2 separate regions of the Hordeum vulgare genome follow, and region 2 is linked to region 1. A link is a contact called in public Hi-C data. All regions are on one chromosome and are shown on one strand. The core of a region is the stretch at or near the end of the contact, and the rest is flanking DNA. Distances in the headings are between cores, read along the strand shown.

What was found. A called contact is a pair of places that touch in the nucleus more often than the background predicts.
Region 2: a Hi-C map of leaf shows a contact between it and region 1, with 4 times the contacts expected there. The contact joins the promoter of LOC123427334 here to the promoter of LOC123427323 in region 1. A contact is called at or near these places in 2 of 6 Hi-C or Micro-C datasets (both in leaf).

Annotation. Positions count from the first base shown.
Region 1 is chr2H:567,082,024-567,085,409 of MorexV3_pseudomolecules_assembly, forward strand. It overlaps LOC123427323 (E3 ubiquitin-protein ligase RMA1H1-like), which reads right to left and starts at 1,797. Exons shown (of 2, transcript XM_045111335.1): 1 at 1,589-1,797.
Region 2 is chr2H:567,593,906-567,597,230 of MorexV3_pseudomolecules_assembly, forward strand. It overlaps LOC123427334 (tRNA-dihydrouridine(20) synthase [NAD(P)+]-like), which reads left to right and starts at 1,981. Exons shown (of 11, transcript XR_006622388.1): 1 at 1,981-2,180; 2 at 2,988-3,093.

The DNA of each region.
Region 1 (3,386 bases), core at 547-3,046:
CGCCCCATGTTCAAGGGGAGAGCCATGATCGGTAGCTTGGAGTTACCTGACCTCGGGAAGAAAGGCATGGAACACAGTATGCATTCTACAGTATAATATGCAGCCGCAGTTTGCATATAGTTTGACTAAGACAACATTTGCAGGGTCCTGACTCAAGATTAAAGCTGTTCCCAGCTGCTGTAATTGAATATTCAGCGCTCTTGGCCATGGAAGACCAAACAAGCCGGTTTGACTAGACCAAGGAGAGCAGGTGGAGAGGCTGAGATGCCCCGTCCCAATCTTATGGCATAAGCTTCCGTGGCACGTCGATATTTCTGTGTGGTTGTGGGGTTCCTCTCACGATTGAATCATTGAAAAACAACAACTTGGGATAGTGATGTGGACCGCAACAACGACGGATTAGCTAAAGGGCTTGGCATATTCCATGCAGACAAGTAGACCAAAAGGATCATCATTAAACATATCTAGTGACCACAAAAAGGAATAATAACCAAGAGATAATGGCACCTACTGTATTAGGATCGGGAAACAGGGGATTAATTGCTCAACAGCGTCAGTGGAAATGTCTCAACCACTATATGGCCCCATGTGTGCTACTACCAGTACTACTAATTTACTTATTTTAATACACAGGTGGACTTCAGTAAACACTTCCTAATTTAAACACGCACCTTTCTGATTTAAACAAGCATCCTTAATTACAATCAAGCCCCGCATATATCAGACTCGGAGCACAACGTTTTCCTATACCGAGGTTGGGTTTGTGGAGTTTTCCCAAGGGTCTATATATACTACAGTGAGAACAGATACTACTGGCCATCAACCTGAAACTGATGTGATCATTGAGAAACAAAAAGTAATATAGGCACACAGATCTGACACGTTTAATTGCACTGTCTACCACCACAATTATTATGCACGCTATGAATTGATGTCGCATATAATGCGATACTGTACAACCAAATACAGTTCGACAATTCAATGGGCATTGGGCATTGCACTGAACATACCCACATGATTTCTTTTTCCCCACTCCAAGCAAGATATCTCTACCACCATATGCAATCTCAATGCAGGAGAGGGGAGTTTGCCCCCAAAATATCTAACTTGTGTAGACAAAGCAACAGAGCATGGAGGAGCAGACATAATGTCCCCGGCATCAATAGGAGGAGAACGATTTGGGCATCCCTGAATTCGTAAACGCGGCGACAAGGTCGGAAGGATTGCGCCCCCTGATTTCACAGAGGAAATGAATGAGATGCCTGCTTTGCTAGACGAAGGAGGCATCACAACGCCGAATTTGACCAATAAGAAGAGGGAGGAAAAACAGAGAGCTACCGGCCATCGCGTGTTCTTCCTAGAGAAGCACCCCCAGCAGGCAGCAGCCGGTGCCAAGGGCGGCGGCGGCGGCGGCGGCAAAGCTAGACGCGCACACGCGAGACGCGGAACCAACCCAGCACAATTGCAGCATCCGAAAGCCGGCCACGAGAAACAATCCCACGGCGCCGGAACCGGCCGGAGAACGCAATCTACGCCCCCAAAAAAACAGAAACAAGAAGAGAAACGGGGCGGGTTCGTTTGAACCAACCTGGGAAGGAATCCAATCCGCACGCGCGCCGCCGCCCAGGGTTCGCTGGCCTCCGAGAATCGAGCGAGGGGGCGGCGAGAAACGATCGGGGAGATTGCGGGAGCTGGGTCGCGCCGGCCTGCGTGGGGGCGGAGGAAGAAGATGGATAGATAGAAGGAGGTGGGGGAGGAGAAGGTGGGATGAGATTAGGTGTCGACGTCACTTGCGGAGGGGGCTAGAGAAAAACTTATAGGGGGCGGAGACCGGCGGAGGTCGGGAGGCGCTGGCCGTCCGATCGCGGGCGGGGGGCGCGGGACGACGCGCGCCGTCGGTCGCCTCGATCGGACGGTGAGGAGGGTTTCCCACGTTGCTTTCGGTGGGAAGCTTCCGGTTCGGGTTTTTTTATGCGGCGAGGACGGCGGCCTCGGTATGCGAGCGAGCGAGCGAGCAAGCAACGGAAAAGGATATGGTTTCGTGATCCCACGAGCTGTTTCACAAGATCGGTTAAATAAACAAATGACAAGCTAGCTCAAATCTCACAAGCGCGGCTCACTAACAGCAACTCCAACGCCGGCGATTCAAATGAACGCGCGTTTTATTTTTTCATCTGTTTGGATCGATCAGACACACGTATACATCCCGCATTTTTATATGGATCGACTTTAGCGTTTAACGAAGGACGGGTCTAAATTTATCCGTGTAGAAGAAAAACAGATTTCACAGAAGTAAACATGATTAAACATAGTGGACGGTCAACTGCCGGCCAAAGTCCACTTAAACCTAATTGGACATAGGGCGCTCTCGAGGGCGGCTTGGTACGCCGCCTCTTCGTCCTCCTGGTGCGGCACAACCTCACGCGACAGTGGAGGAACATCGTGGTCGACGGCGCTCCTCCTTGTGCTTTAGCGCGAAGCAGCGCTTCCAGTTGGGGGAGTCTCACGAGTAAGCAAGCATCTGTCGCTGCTCCGGAGTGAGGGCCTGGCGACGCCGGCAAACCTCCGGAACTGCCAGAATAGGGATCCGTTGCAGATCCATATGCCAGCCGTGAGGCACGCTGACATTCGGATACTGCAATGGCCAGCGGTACTGCCAATGTCACCGCGCTTGGTGGATTGTATGTACACGCATTGCCGCTCTGCTGGGGAGTCGTGTCTAGAAGGCGATGGCGCAGGAGCTTGCCCCGGCAAGCCGTGAGAAGAGCTCGCACCGTCGGACAGCTTCCGACTCCCCTTGCCATTGAAAAACCCCATGGTTTGGGCTTGCTAGGGTTTTCAATCGCCGGCGAGGGAGCACCGCATGGCCACATGTGGACGGGGTTGAGAGTGGATGAGGCCAGCCCCACCGCACGCTTGCATAAAAAAGGACGGTCACATATGGACCGTTCACACGCTACCAGATGGGCCCGTAGGTAGGTGCTGGCATTTAATAAGATGCACTAGTGGTTGGGTAGCCGACAAGTTGGGCCGTGGCGGACATCGAGGGGACGCCGGTGCGTCAGCGTCGCGTCCACGCCGACGCATTTCAGGCGCAATTTTGGCCCGGAAATGGGTCCACGCGGACACGACACAGACGGATTTTGGGAACAGGTCGCCGCGTTGGGCCGACGTTTTTGTCCGCAACGACCTTAACGGACGTGGGCAGACGAAATGGATTGGTCCGTTGGAGTTGCTCTACATTCGTCCCAAATTCCACAAACCGACATTAAATCGAGGGAAAGGTCTCTCACACTACTTATGCACACAAAAAACTCATTCGGAGTACTCATTTTTTCAGCATGTCCCTCCTCATGCCCTCTGTATCCATGCTCCTGAAGATCGAC
Region 2 (3,325 bases), core at 731-3,230, 510 kb after region 1:
ACATCGAATGACATCTGAATACATTTACTTCTCTTTTTCAAGATCCGAGTTATAGTCACACTATTCGCGTGTAAAATACTCTTGCATAGGCTGCACGTGATTCAGAGTACTGTTAGCCGCAGTAAAAAATCTTGTACTAGATATAGTCACCGCTCTACAGATTCAGAACACAACCTCATCCATCAGTCTAACACACGTCCGCCTCCAGCCCTTCGCCTCGTTCCCCACCATGAGCATGCCTCGCCATCGACCCACGCGTGAACTCGCGACCTCTACGAACTCCAAGACCATCTACGACCTACACTATACTACAAATTCTTATGATCTTCGACAAATAATTTGTTTTTCCAATTATACATCTGTCATGAATTGTCTCTTATGTTGGTGCTAGACTTTTGGTTATTAGAGAATAAGTCGAACTACTTTGAATAAGCTACATTATCATAGTCTTGATTGGAATAATATTTGTAGTGCTTTCTTATGTCTTGATTTGCCTTATCTAGTTGGATCATCCTGGAAGATTTATATTTTTTACTGTCTCATTTAACTTGAAACTAATTCGAGATTGACTCGAGATCGTTACAAGCTGAACACGAGTGAAGTTTTATGGCTCGACAATTAGCTTCACTTAGTTTGAGCTCGCTTGAATTTCAATATGAGTTGAGCTAAGCCAAGTACAACTCGCTCGAACTTGACTTATTTGCAGCCCTAGCTGCGAGGCAACCGAAATAGCGCTCGCTGATGGTAACTAGTTAGCGAGCACTTCTTCGGGAGCCTTCGAGCGATCACTCTCATGCGTCGCCATTTAGCGCGTTCTCAGCCGCCACCACGTGTCGCGCTCTCAACGTTCCCGTCGTAATTTTTTTCGCACGTGTTTTTGGCTCTTTAGAGTGATTTTTTTCTGGATTTTTTTGGTGTTTCGATTTTTTTATCATCTCGCAAAAAAAAGAAACTTTTGGACAATATTTTTTTCGCAAAAAACGCGTTTTCTATTTTTTTTACGAAAAAACACAGTTTCTGTTTTTTTGCGAGAGACACGGTTTTGCTTTGCGAGAGGCACGATTTTGCCTTCGCGAGAGACACGGCCGTGCCTCTCGAAAAGAGAAAAAACGTGTTTTTTGTTTTTTTTTGCGAGAGGCACGGTTTTGCTTGTGCGAAAGGCACGGATTTACATTCACGATAGGCACGCCCGTGCCTCTCGGAAAGGGGAAGAAAACGCGTTTTTCTGTTTTTTTTGCGAGAGACATGGTTTTGCTTCCGTGAAAGGTACGGTTTTGCCTTCGCGAGAGGCACGTCCGTGCCTCTTCCGAAAGGGAAAAAATGTGTTTTCTAATTTTTTTTGCAAGAGACACGGTTTTGCTTCCACGAAAGTTACAATTTTTCCTTCGCGAGAGGCACGTCATGGCTCTCCTGAAAGGAAAAAAACGTGTTTGCAGCTCTCTCTTTTTTTGCGAGAGACGCGGTTTTGCTTCCGCGGGAGGCATGGTTTTGCCTTCGTGAGAGCCACGACTCGTTTTCTGATTTTTTTTCTATCGCGTGAGGCACGATTTTTTCGTCCGGTTTTTTCTTCTGGTTTTTTCGTGAAAAAAAAGTTCGCCAAAACCTATTAAAATGGGATCTAGTTTTGAAGATCTCGACGCGAGAAAATCAACGGTGGAAATCAACGTGGAAACAGTTCAAAATTTGGACGCATGATTTAGGAGATAAAATATTTTAAAAATACGGATCTACGAAAAAAGGAAAATTTTCAGGTTGCGATAAATGATACGCATGCAGTCCGCTATTTATCGTAACCTGTGAAAATGGAAGTAATCGTTAAAAGGTGCAATCGCTAACTAGTGATTTCGGCGCTCGATAGCCGGTGGCTCCCGTTCACAACTTAAGTAAGAGCGAGAAGATTTGGGCTTTTGAGCAGCCGGCCCAACAAGGAAACGTGCGAGAGGTTCCGGTCTAGAGAGGACGCAGTGCTCTGTTCCTGCACGGGACAGCGCGGTCGCCGCCAGCGTCGCCTTTTCTTCTTCCCTGTGGCACTGTCCGCTCCGGAACCTTGTCCCCAGAATTGAGGGGTAGCAAGGAGAGGGTCAGAGGCGGAGCAGCCGCAGCGGCAGAGACGCGGCGACACGAGGCAAGAAGAGATGGACTACCGCAACAAGCTCGTGCTCGCGCCCATGGTCCGCGCGGTAACTACTCCAAACCCTCCCACCCCGATTCGCAGCAGCGTCCCGCATGAGCTGGAGGCGTAGGAACCGAGTTTTAGTCCCCGGAGCACGGGGACCTAGATTCAAGCCTCCCTGAATCTAGAGCGGGAAGCTTTAGTGCCGCACGGGGTGATTGAGTAGCTCGATGGGCGATTGCCCGTGTTGCTAGCCGTGCTAGTCAGAACGAACCCCGAGAGATCTCTAGTTGGAAATCAGGGTTTCTTGGATGCAGCTCTAGGGACTGGAATAAGTAGCACGATATCTCCATTGATGAACTGATTAGTTCTTTGTATGGTTCTCAGTTGCCCGATGCTGGATTCCTGATTAAGAGGGTGCTTGGATACGTTTTAGTCCCATGACTAAAAGTAGTGAGACTAAAACTTGCTAGCCTCACCCATGCTTGGATCCAAGTACTAAAGAGACTAAAATCAAGTTAATGAGCATTTATTATCCTCCAAACTGTCCAATCCAGAACTTGCATGAGGAGTTAAATGAGGAGAGAGAGGACTAATGCACATTTTAGTAGGGGTACCCCTGACTAAAAGATTTTAGCCTCAAGACTAGTTTTAGCCTCTCTTTAGTCAGGGGCGCTTGGAACTTTAGCCTCTTAAAGAGACTAGTTTTAGTCAGACTAGTTTTAGTCTCTTGGATCCAAGCACCCTCTAAACACTAGTTATCCTCCACAAATCACAGTTATTTCTAGACAATATCCTCCTTGTCACACATTTCTTCAACGTCTTTACATAGTTATATGTGGAACCTTCCTTATTCTGTCAATGATTTTTGCAGGGTACTCTGCCGTTTAGGCTACTGGCTGCTGAATATGGCGCCGATATTACGTATGGAGAAGAAATAATAGATCATAAGTTTGTGCACTGTCAACGTGTTACAAATGGTATTGTAGTCCAACTGATGTTTCACGGTTTATTATCATCTCACAAGTCACAACTATGACTACCACATCAATGATTATGTTCTGCTCATAAACTACCGTTTTCGCATCTTATAGTATTGTAGATAGCTTTACTCCAATAATGTTGCATTTTAAGTCAGTAACTGATTCTTGGATGTGTTTTTGTTTTGTTTGGAGATAGATAACAAATTTAATTGAAGGACAACTTAATGTA